2 separate regions of the Manis pentadactyla genome follow, and region 1 is linked to region 2. The links are chromatin contacts, called in public Hi-C maps. All regions are on one chromosome and are shown on one strand. Each heading gives the region's core, a stretch centred on a gene start, on an enhancer-like site or on the middle of the called end of the contact. The rest is flanking DNA. Distances are from core to core; before and after follow the strand shown.

Region 1 (6,317 bases), core at 1,546-4,045, 230 kb before region 2:
AGGAAGGACGACAGGAGGAGGTGCTATGGGATCGTGCCTAAGAGCACATGGTCTTTGGAGTTAAATAGACTGGGTTCAAGTCCCTGCTCTACTGTTTACTAACTGTGTGATCCTCAGCTTACCAACTCTGAGTCTTAGTTTTCTCATCTGTAAATGTGTGAGTATATGAAGTTATGCTTGGCACAGAGTAAGTGCTCAATAAATAGGTCTCAAGTTGATGATGATGGTAGTGGGGTGGCCTTGTTTGCAAACCATAGGTTGTAAAGCCCTGATCCCTTGGACCTGTTACCCAATGAATTCAGGAGAAGCAGGGACCTCAAGACTCCCAAGAAGTACTGAGTGTGGCCACCTGTGACCCTATCTAGGCCTTCTTTCTCATCCCTGCCCCTCAACAACCACAGGGTCTCCAAAAGACAAACAGGGTCTCACATTCTTAGTGGGTTCAAAGCTGGGCTCCTCTGGAGATAGTTCTCCAATCAGAAGCGAATTCATGTACTTCCTCACAAGGCCCTTGTTGATGTGGAATGCCACAAAGGGATCCTGCAAGGACAGGGAGAAGGCAGAATAGTGAGGAAGCCAGCCTGGCCCCCTGGACTCCTGGAGGACTCACACCAAGGCCACCCTCTCGTTCCAGCAAGGTGGCTACATCCCGGTTCAAACAGATATGACCTCCTTCCACCCAACTTCCCTCTGGGGGTGCTCAGACCTTTCCTATGTGTCCACAGTGCAGTCACCCAGCATCTGTGTTCTAGTAAAGGCACCACAGCAAGGAATAGGAAGCGTGGGTAGGGGGAACCACAGAAAGACCTGCCTGACTGGCTTTTCCTCGGGGTGTCTCTAGGGACAGCTTTTGCCCAAGAATTTAGGTATAGTTGACAACCTGAAGGGATGGGTGGGGCTGTAAGACTTCTTTTTTTGAGGGACTTTTAACAGGCCCCTCTCTGAGCCAGTGTTCTCCATAAAATGTGATCAGGAAAATTGCCTATGTCTTAGGAACTTGGGAACTTTTTGCATTTCTCCCATTTCCCTGTGCTGCGATCCTGGGTGTTCTATATTTTCCGTAGCACTCTGACCACCCCCTACCCCAAATTTTGGTTACCCGAGGTGACAAAATTCAAGTCCCTGCCCTATGGGGAAGAGGCAGGCAAGGCCAGAACCGAGGCGGAGCCGGCGGCCAGTGGCACCACACATCCGGACCAATCGCCGTCCCGGCCTCGGCAGGCCCCCGCCCCAAATCAACTGCGGGAAGCCCCAGCGGAGGGGCCGGCTCCGTGTGCGCATGCGCTGGTCGGCGTCCTTGCCGGCTGTCTGGGGGGCCCAGTGATTACTCGGGGTGACAAGTGTGTAGGCTCCAGCCTCGCCGCCTAGGCGGGCCCCGTCAAAGCATGGGTTGGGTCACCACCCCGAAGCGTCTATGCTCCGCGGCGATATAACGGGAACCCCAGAGGCGCACTCTGGGCTGGCAAGGGCAGAGGGTGGGGAACAGCGGAAGGGGTCAGGCTGCTCGCAGGGCACGGAGGGGAGAAGTGTGTAGAGGAAGGGGACGCAGCAACGCGAACGTTTCAACCTTTGCGTCCCACTGGTCATCCCCGGCTCTCCAACCCAGTAGGGAGGCGCCAGGTACCAGGTACCAGAACAGGTGGTCTAGAAAGGGAAGCAGCAGAGCCCAGGCTGGGGCGCGCGCTGACCCCTCAGTGAGGCCGAGGGAAGAGAGATACTACCTACAGCTGCGGGTAACAGCTGGAGACCCCGCTGGCCTGCGGCGGAGTGACTTCACTACAGGTTTCGAGGGCCGTTCCGGGTGTCCTTGCTAAGTGTATCCTGATGCAGGACCCCCACCTTCAGCATGCCGCTCCCATTCTTCCCTGTGCACCAGCAACCGTTAGCCCTCTCCGGCCGGTGAGGCCCTTCCCGGCCCTCCGGTCTTCACCCTGCAGGGGGGTTCCCAAGGCAGCGGGGCCCCGGGGAGCTACCCGCCTCAGCCCTCTCCTCAAGAGTTCCCTCCTCTGCTCCCGCTCGCTCACTCCGGCACGCTCAGTCAAGACGCGGCCGCGCTCCCCTCCCAGCCTCCGAGACACACAGAGACTCAGTCTCCCTGCCACAGAACCCTCCTTCCTATGCCCAGCTCTGGGCCTGACCACGCCTGGACACCCCAGACTCGGAGCCACAGACAGAGCGCACGCACGGCGGAGCGGTCCTTTGTGTGTGCACATTGCTGGCCTCCCTCCCCATTTTCCAGATTCGTTTCCACAGCCTTTCTCCTGCCCTTGAATCCCTTGCCCGCAGTACAGCTAAACATCAGGCAACAAGTACGCTCCGGCACGTACGCCTTTCCCCCGAATTAGTCGGTGTTTGGCCGCGGATGCCAAACTTCCTGTCTCGCGCACTGAGCCTCCGGCCGCGGCCGTCCGGCCCCGCCTCCTCCGGTGCCCCCGTCCGGTGGCGCTCACCGTAGCATCCTGCCCCGCGTAGTGGCTGATGACCCGGGAGCCCCCGGGGTGCCGGCGGGTGAACTCGCTGATGTTGTACACCTTCCGGTCGATCACGAGCCACCGCTCCTCCTCGCGCCCGGAGCGCTGCGCCACCTCGTCCCAGGAGAAGTAGCGCGAGGTCGGTCCCGGGGCTGGGGTCTTGGGGACCATCGCGGCCCCGCGACAAAGCGCGCGAGCCGGCGCAGGCTGTCAGGCGCGCGTTCCGGGCCCGAGGCGTAGCGCGCGCCAGCCTCACGTACTAGGTGAGCCGGCCCGCTAGCGCGCGCCCGGAGACCACCGCCCGCGCGCCGGGTTTTCAGCACCCGCGGCGCGGACTGCCTAGCCTCGCTGCGCGCGCTCCCATTGGTCGAGCCGCGTGGCGCGGTGAGCGAGCCCCCGCTTTCCCGCCGGGCCCCGCGCGGGCCGGCGGGCGCCGCGAGCGGGCTGCTGCCGGCCTGTGGGGGCGCGCCCCCTCGCGGGCTCCTTGGAGGGGTTGCCGCCGGACCCCGCATCCGGATCGCGGCTTTAGCTGCCAGGGGGCGCCGCGGCGGGATAACGCTTCCTGTGGAGGCTTCTGCGGGTGGCGGCCCCGAGCGAGCGAGCGGCCTGGCGTTCCGAGGTAGGCAGCGGCGCGCGGGGGAGCCGGTGGCTGGGGGGCCGCCGGGACTGGCGGGTTGGGGGCCAGGGGACGTGGAAAGCGGCTGTCCCCGGGGCCTCGTCCTTGGCCTAGGATCGTCCCCGCTGGTCTCCAGACGCTGACCTGATAAGCCGCCTCCTCCTCGCCGCGGTGCGTGGCCTGAAATAACTGTCTGAGAACCCTTGGCAATTATCTTGTTAACATAATTATGGTGTGTTGGTTTGAGGGCGGTGTTAGAGCTTTGCTCGTTATAACGTTAAATATGCCCCACAATTTTTGCAACCTTGTTTGCCTTTTTTGTTTTAATACTTGCTTTGTATTTAAAATAACTGGGATTCGTTAAGAAAAGGAAGTGTCCTTGACCTCCGGGAGGCTCTGTGTGAAGAGCCTGGGCCTGAGGCTGAAGCATGTCTATTCCATCTTGGAGGCACCTGGGACTCAGTCGTAAGGGGCCTTTAAGTAGAGAGTTTGGTGCCGCAGGTCTCTGGGCTTTAGGAAGAAATGAGAAAGCGCCTAGAGGCTGCGGGCGCCGATCAAGAAGCTGTCACAGTATGAAGACAAGCAGAGTTTACATACTAAATTTTTTTATTTATTCAACACTTTATAAAGTGCTTGCAATGTGCCAGGCACTGTTCCTAATATTTTACAAACATAAACTCATTTAATTGTCATAACAACCAATGACGTAGGAACTAGTATTAACCTCATTTACAGATGGAGAAACTGAGCCACTGAGAGGTTAAGTATTTTGATAGAGAACTATTAAGCAGCAGGGCTGAAGTTTGGAACCGGCCTGGGCTCTGAACTCCTACACTCTGCTGTCTCTCCTCTGATTGCACTTTGATGGACTTTGCAGCCACGGGAAAGGAAGCTGAGCTTTATCCTGAGCACTGAGCTAGAGTTTGAGCTCTGAGTAGTCAGGAGAGGCTTATACAGAACAGATTAGGAGAACAGTGACTAGATTTCTGGTAGAAAAAGACCTTCATCCATTCAATCCAAATTCCTCATTTTATAGATAAGAAAATTGAGGTTCAGAGTGGGGAAGGGACTTCCCAAGTTCCCACGTGGAATCTCAGCTGTCCTGGCTTCCAGTTAAAATGCCAGGCTGCTACGCCTTGCTCAGAAATGATGGTCCGTGTACAATCCCTCTGTACAGGCCATTTTCCTTTTTAAGAAAACTTTGCCTAACAACTTGGCAGTGTGTAACAAAAGTTAGAAAATGATTGGTACTCTTTGGTCAAGTAATTTCACTCTGGAAAATTGAGGGTAGAGCAGGGAGACTACAAACACTAACTGCAAGTCCTGACAGTAAGAAAATCAGCAAGCTCCTGGTATATATCAGCACAGTGAGGAACTACAGACCGATTAAAAATGACCAGGGTGTGAACTGCATAGATAGGTAAAAAATCCTCTGCAGTGAAAAAAGCAGAATCCAAAGCAGTATGTACTCACTGATTACAATTATGTGAGAATCCTGTGGGTATCACAGTAACAGAAGAAAGAACACTTCATAATTTATTTTTAAACATTAAGTTAATTTTTCTGTAAAGTTGCTTAATCTCATTAAAGAAGAAACAGGAAAAAAGACTTCTATGGTTATCCCTGTAGTGAAAGTGCTGTGGGATAGAAGCTTTTATGCTCTTAGCGAGAATGATTAACCTTTCTGGGAAAATAGTTTGGCAACTTTTTAGAATCTTAAAAATGTTAATTCCATGTTTAGGGATATAGTCTAAGGAAATATTTTTAGAAAAATATTTATAAATGAAAATATTCATTGAAGCAATATTTATGGTAGCAAAAAATGGCAAGTTTTCCATTGTGAGCATGTATTACTTTTTACAATCAGAAGAAAAGCTTTTTTTTTTTTTTTTTAAAGAAAATGCCACTTGTAGGGTGATTCTTTGATTAATCCTGTTACCTGAAACCATTCAGTGTTTCATTCAAACATTTATGGATTGTCTGCTCCTTGTCAGTTATACCGATAAGTGCTGGAAATACAAAGTCCATTACCACGTGGATCAGGCCTAACTTAAGTCCACTGGAGAAAACAAACAGACAAATCACTGATTATTGGTCACAGGACAAACGGAAATAACTCTTGCTGATTCTCAACATTTAAGCAGTTTGTGTGACATGAATTTGCATTTGTTTCTTTGCAAGTGTTCTTATGCCAGCACCATGTAGTTTGGCTACTTCCCTAACTAAATTGTAATCTGGGGCAGGGACTGTGAATTCTGTTCAGTTCTACCTGGCATATATTTACAGTACCCTAGTTGGAGTTCTTTGTGGAATCAATAAACTTGTTGAACTAACTGATGGTTTCAACCTGAAAAAAAAGGACAGCTTAGCAAGCATACAGCCACTAGGCAAATATCCTATTGTGCTCTCCTGTCCGTATGCTCCTACACAAATGGTCGTGCAGACTAAAAGATACACTTCCAGGCCTGAAAAGAGGGCCAGCTGGACAAATCTATTGCCGCATAGGCTCTGCTGATCTTAACTTGCTTTATCCAGAAAACGAATCACATGCTTAATTCCAAGTTGAAACTTGTTAATACTCCCAATTATTCTGGCTAAATTTACTAAGGGAACAGAGAGAAATCAGCTTAAGACCCTATACCAATTCTAATACACCAAATTTAAATAACATAACTGCTAAAGGCTATTGGAGTGATTTATTATGTGAGTTCAGATTTTGATCTGTTTTGAGAGGATATCACAAATATATAAAAGACTGGGCTGGATCCTTCAAAAAGTCAACCAATGTAGGAGGAAGAATACTGATTATGCTCAGCCCTTGCTACAGCCTTGTCTCGCTGAACAGCCTCAGACAATTAAAGATCAAAGCCATCTTCATAGTATCTAGGTTTCTGTGAAATTAGGTAATTTATGGGGACACAATGAGCTCATGCCTGGCACACAGTAAGCACTAATAAAATTAACTGAATCAGTCTTTGTTTTAAGAAAAATCATCTATAATAGCCCTCTAGATTAATGCCAAGTAATATATAATTACTAAATAATTTATGACATGTAGTGCTTCAACTAAAGAGAAAGGATCCAAAGATCACATTTCTATTAGAGACAAAGGGAGAAATAGAAACAGGATTCCTTCATTTTACCGCATTCTAAGAACATGGGAGATGGGGGATTAGGGGCTCATGAAATTTCCTTAATGTAATCTTATTACTGTTGTAGAGAGTATAGAC
Region 2 (6,106 bases), core at 2,994-5,493:
GGTAAGGGGTCAAGTCCGGGAAAATTCAGACTGATGCAGAAAAAACACTGTTTTCCTTGCCCTAAATGGCCATGACCTACAGGTTGTCATTCTAGAGTAGCTTGGTATATATACAGGGAGAAACCAAAGAGGGATAAAAAGAGACTCTTTATTCCATCCCCCTCTCTCTCTCTTTTTTTTTTCATTAACTGAGAGCTAGTACTGGTATCAGTGAGGCACCCTGCTCAAAGGGCAGTGGATGCAAACGCAGGCAGTTACTGCCTCCTGGTGGGCACACAGCATGTGACTATTCTCCAGACTAAGAACTTGGTGCTGCAAGAATTCCTCCTATGAGCTGGAGGGACCTTAAGAAGCCCCGTCTCACTTCCTTTGCTTTGGGTTGTCAAGAAGCAAAGTCCCACAGTGGGGCAAGGCTTTTTGTCCCAAATCCGGCGTGCATCCCGCCACATCAAACGGCAGCTTCATTAAGCTGCACAGACACCACCTCTTTCTGCAGACTTCCTGAGCGCTGGGAAGCTCCCATTACCTGTGGCAGGGAAAGAAAGATATCATTCCATGTCAGTTTGCCTCCCGCTGCAACTTTGGCTGGGGTAAGATGCTTCAGACACAGCCTCGTGACCTCAGAAGGCAAGCACACAGGGAGAAGCCATGAACAGGAAGGCAGAGACAGGGCGTGCCGCAGATGGTGGGCAAACCACCAGAAGCAAGAAGAGAAGCATGGAACCGTTTCTCCCTCACAGCCTCAGGAGGAACCGGCCCTGCCAGTACTTTGATCTTGTACCTCCAGCCTCCAGAATGGTGAGACAATACATTTCTGTCACTTAAGCCACTCAGTTTGCTGTGGCAGCCCCAGCAAACGATTACAGATTTTGCAGAGCTTTTTCCGTCACATACCTTCCAGTTGTCGACTACACTTGACTTTGTAGAACCAAATTAAGTTGCCTTTTCTCTCTGGTAGCCCGTAACTGAGAAATTTCAAAATGTGAAAAGGACATACAAACTTAGGGTTTCAGAATCATTGGATGGAAGGAACACAGTCCAACTACTCATTCTGGGTAGGAATTGCTTATACAGTATCTCCCGGCAGCCAGGGGCAGGCAAGAGTGTCATATCCTTAGGGCACAATGAAGGTAGGACAACTCAGAGCCAGACAAGATATTCTGCAACAGAGAGGTAGACTTGGAATGCAGCAAAGAATTGATGTGCTTGATAGCTTCATTGCTGGAAGCTGCAGAGAGGTGCTCCTTACAGATCTTGAAGAAAATGGGACTGCCACCTGTGAGCTCAACAAAAGGTCACTTATAAGGGGCAGAGCAGGAATATGCAGTCAACCAAACAAAGCAAAAGAAAAGCCAAAGCAGTGAGTGCTGGTGTTACCTATCTGAGGCTCTACAGGGGAGAACAAGGTGTAGCCAGAAAACTTCAAGTATTTCTTGTTCCATAGGAAAGGTTTTCTCTTAGGTGGAAATAGATACAGGGAGCACAGAAGATGTCGCTTATTTCCAACCCCACTGGCAAGACTCTCCCTGTTATAAGCTGGATGCAGCGGGTTGGCATTGCTTGATGCCGTTAACCATTCATCTAATTCTCCATGCTGGTTCCATTAGCAGGACAACTTTCAGATCACATGTGGCTTCCACTGTGCCCCAGAGAGAGAACGCCCTTGATTACATCCAGGCTACTTCTGGCTACTGAAGATAGTGACTCTTCACACTCAGATCTCAATAAAAGAGCATCTGATTATCATTTCATTCTGTGCCCTGCATAAGAGAGAGACTGCATAGATAACAGCCATGCAAGGATTTTAGTCTGGTGGGTTTTATTCTTCACAGCAAGTTAATAAACAGGCACTCCTTCCTCCTTGTATTAACCTTCCTTTTGCACATTTTTTAGTTCGCATAAATGAGTCTGTCAGCCATCACTATCATAGGGCAACAGCAAAAAAGAGTGAGTCTTTGCAAATTCAACCCAGAGGCCCCTAAAATGCAGCACACAGCCCAGAGGATGTCCACTATCAGCTTTGATGGAGATACTAGGAGAGAATTGGCCCTCCATCAGAACAACAGCAAAACTGGGTCCTAAATGTGAGGCAACTCTTTTTAAGCTTTGGACCACAGGAAGAGCCAGAAGGTGCTGCCTATGAGAAGGGAAACACCTGGGGTTAAGCCACATGATAACTTAGTCTCTGTCTCCTGTGGTGCAGTGAGCTGGGGCCCGCCTGAGCTGAGATGGCAGATAATCAGACCTAGGGGCAACTGAAGTGACTGGAATATTCAGGGCAGGGACAGAAATCTGGGGGGGACCTCTGTGAAGTAGGGAAGATGTAGAGCAAGTAGAACTCTCATTAACTGCTTGTGGAAATGTAAAATGGTACAACTATTTTGGAACACTTTCTAACAGTATCTTATTATAAAGTGAAACAACACTGACGACATGCCTCAGCAGTTCCATTCCCAGAGAACTTCTTTCCTACCCAAAAGAAATGAAAACATACATCCACCAAAACTTTGTCTACGAATGTTCATAGCAGCTTTATTCATAATGAATGATAATTCATCCCAAACTGGAAACAGCCCAAATAGTGAATGAATAAGCAAACTGTGGCATATTTATACAACTTGCTACTGTTCAGCAATAAAAAAGGAACTAACTACTGATACTCACAATACGGATGAATCCAAAAAATATAATGCCAAGTGGAAAAAATGAGACATTTTGTGTGAGCACATTGTGCATGATTTCATTTATATGGGGTGTGGAAGATTTGACTGCAAGGCTGCAGGTAGGAAATTCTTGAGGTGATGGAAGCATGTTTTATCTTGATCATAGGTGCATGAATTTGCCCAGACTCACTGGACTGTACATTTAAAATATAGTCATATTTAATAAGACCTCAATATATTGATTAAAACAGAACAAAACAACAAAGAGGGCCAGCCAGGCATGCAGTAGCTGATCAGAGGTGCTCTTTGAGAGGTCCTGCTAACTCACATTCCTTTCCTATTGATTGCTACACGGGAAGATTCCAAAACCTCAGAAGGCAAAGCCTGCAGTTAGAACCTGACTCCCTCCACAGAGGAAATTACTTAACCTTTCTGAGATGGTTTTATCATCTGTAAGAAGGGAGGATACTTTTTTCCAAGAGCTGTTGAGAGGGTTAACATATTCATGGCAGCATTATCCATAATAGTAGAAACTTGGAAAAAACAAATATTCCAAATGCCCACGAATGGTAGAATGAATAGTACAGCATAGGGACTTTAATTAATAATATTGTATTGCATATTTGACAGTTGCTAAGAAAGTAGGTCTTAGAAGTTCTCATCATAAGAAAAAAATCTGTAACTATATATGGTGACAGATGTTAACTCAACTTACTGTGGTGATCATTTCTCAATGTATACAAATACCAAATCATTGTTGTACACCTGAAACTAATGTTATATATTGATTATACTTAACTAAAAAAAAACCCAGTAGAATAAATAAGACTGCAAAATATTCCTAAATCGGACTATTATACAGCAGCAATAAGAATGAACGAATTACAGCCATGCAAAACAGTATGGAAGAATTTCGCAAACACAATGTTGAGCAAAAGACGCCAAACACAAGAGCAGACTGTATAATACATTACTGAAAAAAAAAAAAAAGCCAACTATAATGCTGAGGGACCCGTGCTGGCTGTTAAGACTATGTAAGCAATACAATGGTTGCCACACTTTTTTTTCTCTTAAGGCATTAGAGAAACGTTGCAGCGCAGGTGTCTGCACACTTTGGAGGAGGCTGTCATTGACGGGGGTAGGGGGGCTTCTGGGAGGCTGGCGAAACTTTATTTCTGGTGGTTGTTTTCCAGGAATGATTTTGATAAACTAATAAGCTGTATATCTCTATTTTGTGCACTTTTTAAAAGATGCGTGCTATATTTCACAATATATATATTTTAAAGAAGACCCCATTCAAGATAAGATGAGGTGTCTGAGAGAACGCAGGACTTGCGCGCAGGGGCATCCACCTCCCCCAGCATGTACCTCCCACCAGCTCTAGGAGCCGAGCTAAAGAGGCGCCACGCTCCAAAAAGCAAGGCTTCGGCTCCCAAGGTTCAGGCGAGTGGACAGGTATCCCGTGCATACAGGGCCACCTTGACCTGGGCAAGCTCTCTCCCGCTCTCCACCTGCGAAGACAACCTGCGATCGCCGGCGCCTGCGCAAGCGTGCCCGCCACAGACCAGGCTGCGCATGCGCCCTCTGGTCCGCGCGGGGTGTCGCTAGAGCAAGGGAGCAGCTGCCCGGTGGGAAAGGACCCTGGGGCAGGGACTGCAGCCAAGTGCTCCTCTGAGTGAGTTGCTGGTTTCTAGAGGGGCACCCATGTTTAGTTCCAGAAACGTGCCAGCGCAGGGGTCTGCCAACTTCTGTAAAGGCTGACGGTAATTACTGTACTTCAGACTTTGTGGGCAAAGGGGCAAACTCTAAGATATTTTGGAGGTTCGTAGATAACAAGGGAGGAGACAAATAGCTACATTTTTCTAATTGATGAAATTCAAAATATGTTAAAAAAAATAATTGAATATAATTTTATTTCAGACTAGGTTTACTAATGTTACTGAACCCCCAAATCTGATTCATGAGCCTGATGCACAACAAACCAATCTCTGACTCACTGGGGTTGAAGCAGAGAAAGCTTCGTTATTAGAGGGTAGCCCACCAAAAAAGCAGGAAAACATTCCCAAATCTGCCTTGCCTGGTTGAGTCGAGCAGCAGTTTATATACGATTAGCAAAGGAATGTGAAAGTTAGGGCAGAAACTAGAGAGACCTCGAAACTTCTAGGAGTTTTGCGTTGATTTTGGCTTCCTGGTATCATCCGGGGGTCCTGGAGTGTTTCATGTTTATCCTAGAGTATTTTGTGTTAAAACTGGTGTGTTTTATATTGAACTATTGGTTCTGCAACACAGAGTTTGTCAACCATTTCTAGTAATCAGCTGTAGGGAAGAGACAGAAAGGATAAGATTCCCACAAAGCAGTGAAGGAATGTTAAGCATTTGGGGCTACTCTAGAGGGAGAGGGGTAGACAGATAAAGAAACATGTGTCCGGGTTCCCTAATAACAATGATTTTCTGCTTGGGGAGTAAGGGTGGGTAGTGGAGGATAACATTTCCCTAAATGTGGTTCAAAGTTAATGTTCCCTACCATTAGAATCGATTTCAGTGTTCGTCTGTTAATGCAGATCTACAGTGAAATTTTTACCCACTTGGTTTTGAAGTATTTTATTTTTTTGACAAAAAAAATATTTTTATTTCATTTATAATCCCAATGACTTACTAACGGGGTGTGCCTGTTGGGTACTGCGCAACTTTTCCAACCTTGGAATCAGATTGGACATCACCCACCCTCATTTCCTGTCCATTGATTTTTATTGTTGTTGTTGTTGTTATCATTAATCTACAATTACATGAAGAACATTATGTTTACTAGGGTCCCCCCTTCACCAAGTCCCCCCTGCAAACCCCATTACAGTCACTGTCCGCCAGTGTAGTAAGATGTTGTAGAATCAGTACTTGTCTTCTCTGTGTTGCACAGCCCTCCCCATGCCCCCCGTGGGGCATAATGCCACATTATACATGCTAATCGTAACACCCCCTTTCTTTTTCCCTGCCCTTATCCCTCCCTTCCTTCCCATTCTCCCCAGTCCCTTTCCCTTTGGTAACTGTTAGTCCATTCTTGGGTTCTGTGATTCTGCTGCTGTTTTGTTCCTTCAGTTTTTCTTTGTTCTTATACTCCACAGATGAGTGAAATCATTTGGTATTTGTCTTTCTCCACCTGGCTTATTTCACTGGGCATAATACCCTCTAGCTCCATCCACGTTGTTGCAGATGGTAGGATTTGTTTTCTTCTTATGGCTGAGTAATATGCCATTGTGTATTTGTACCACATCTTCTTTATCCATTCATCTACTGATGGACACTTAGGTTGCTTCCAATTCTTGGCTATTGTAAATAGTGCTGCTATAAACATAGGGGTGCATCTGTCTTTTTCAAACTGGGCTGCTGCATTCTTAGGGTAAATTCCTAGGAGTGGAATTCCTGGGTCAAATGGTATTTCTATTTTG

Evidence for each region. A called contact is a pair of places that touch in the nucleus more often than the background predicts.
Region 1: a contact with region 2 is called in a Hi-C map of blood, with 5 times the contacts expected there. The contact joins the promoter of FADS1 here to the promoter of INCENP in region 2. A contact is called at or near these places in 2 of 3 Hi-C or Micro-C datasets (blood and fibroblasts).

What each region holds. Positions count from the first base shown.
Region 1 is chr9:15,408,111-15,414,427 of mManPen7.hap1, reverse strand. It overlaps FADS1 (fatty acid desaturase 1), which reads right to left and starts at 2,795. Exons shown (of 11, transcript XM_036925538.2): 1 at 2,451-2,795. The coding sequence starts at 2,642. All of the region lies in intron 1 of FADS2 (fatty acid desaturase 2), which reads left to right.
Region 2 is chr9:15,179,848-15,185,953 of mManPen7.hap1, reverse strand. INCENP (inner centromere protein) reads left to right here and starts at 4,243. Exons shown (of 19, transcript XM_036925682.2): 1 at 4,243-4,338.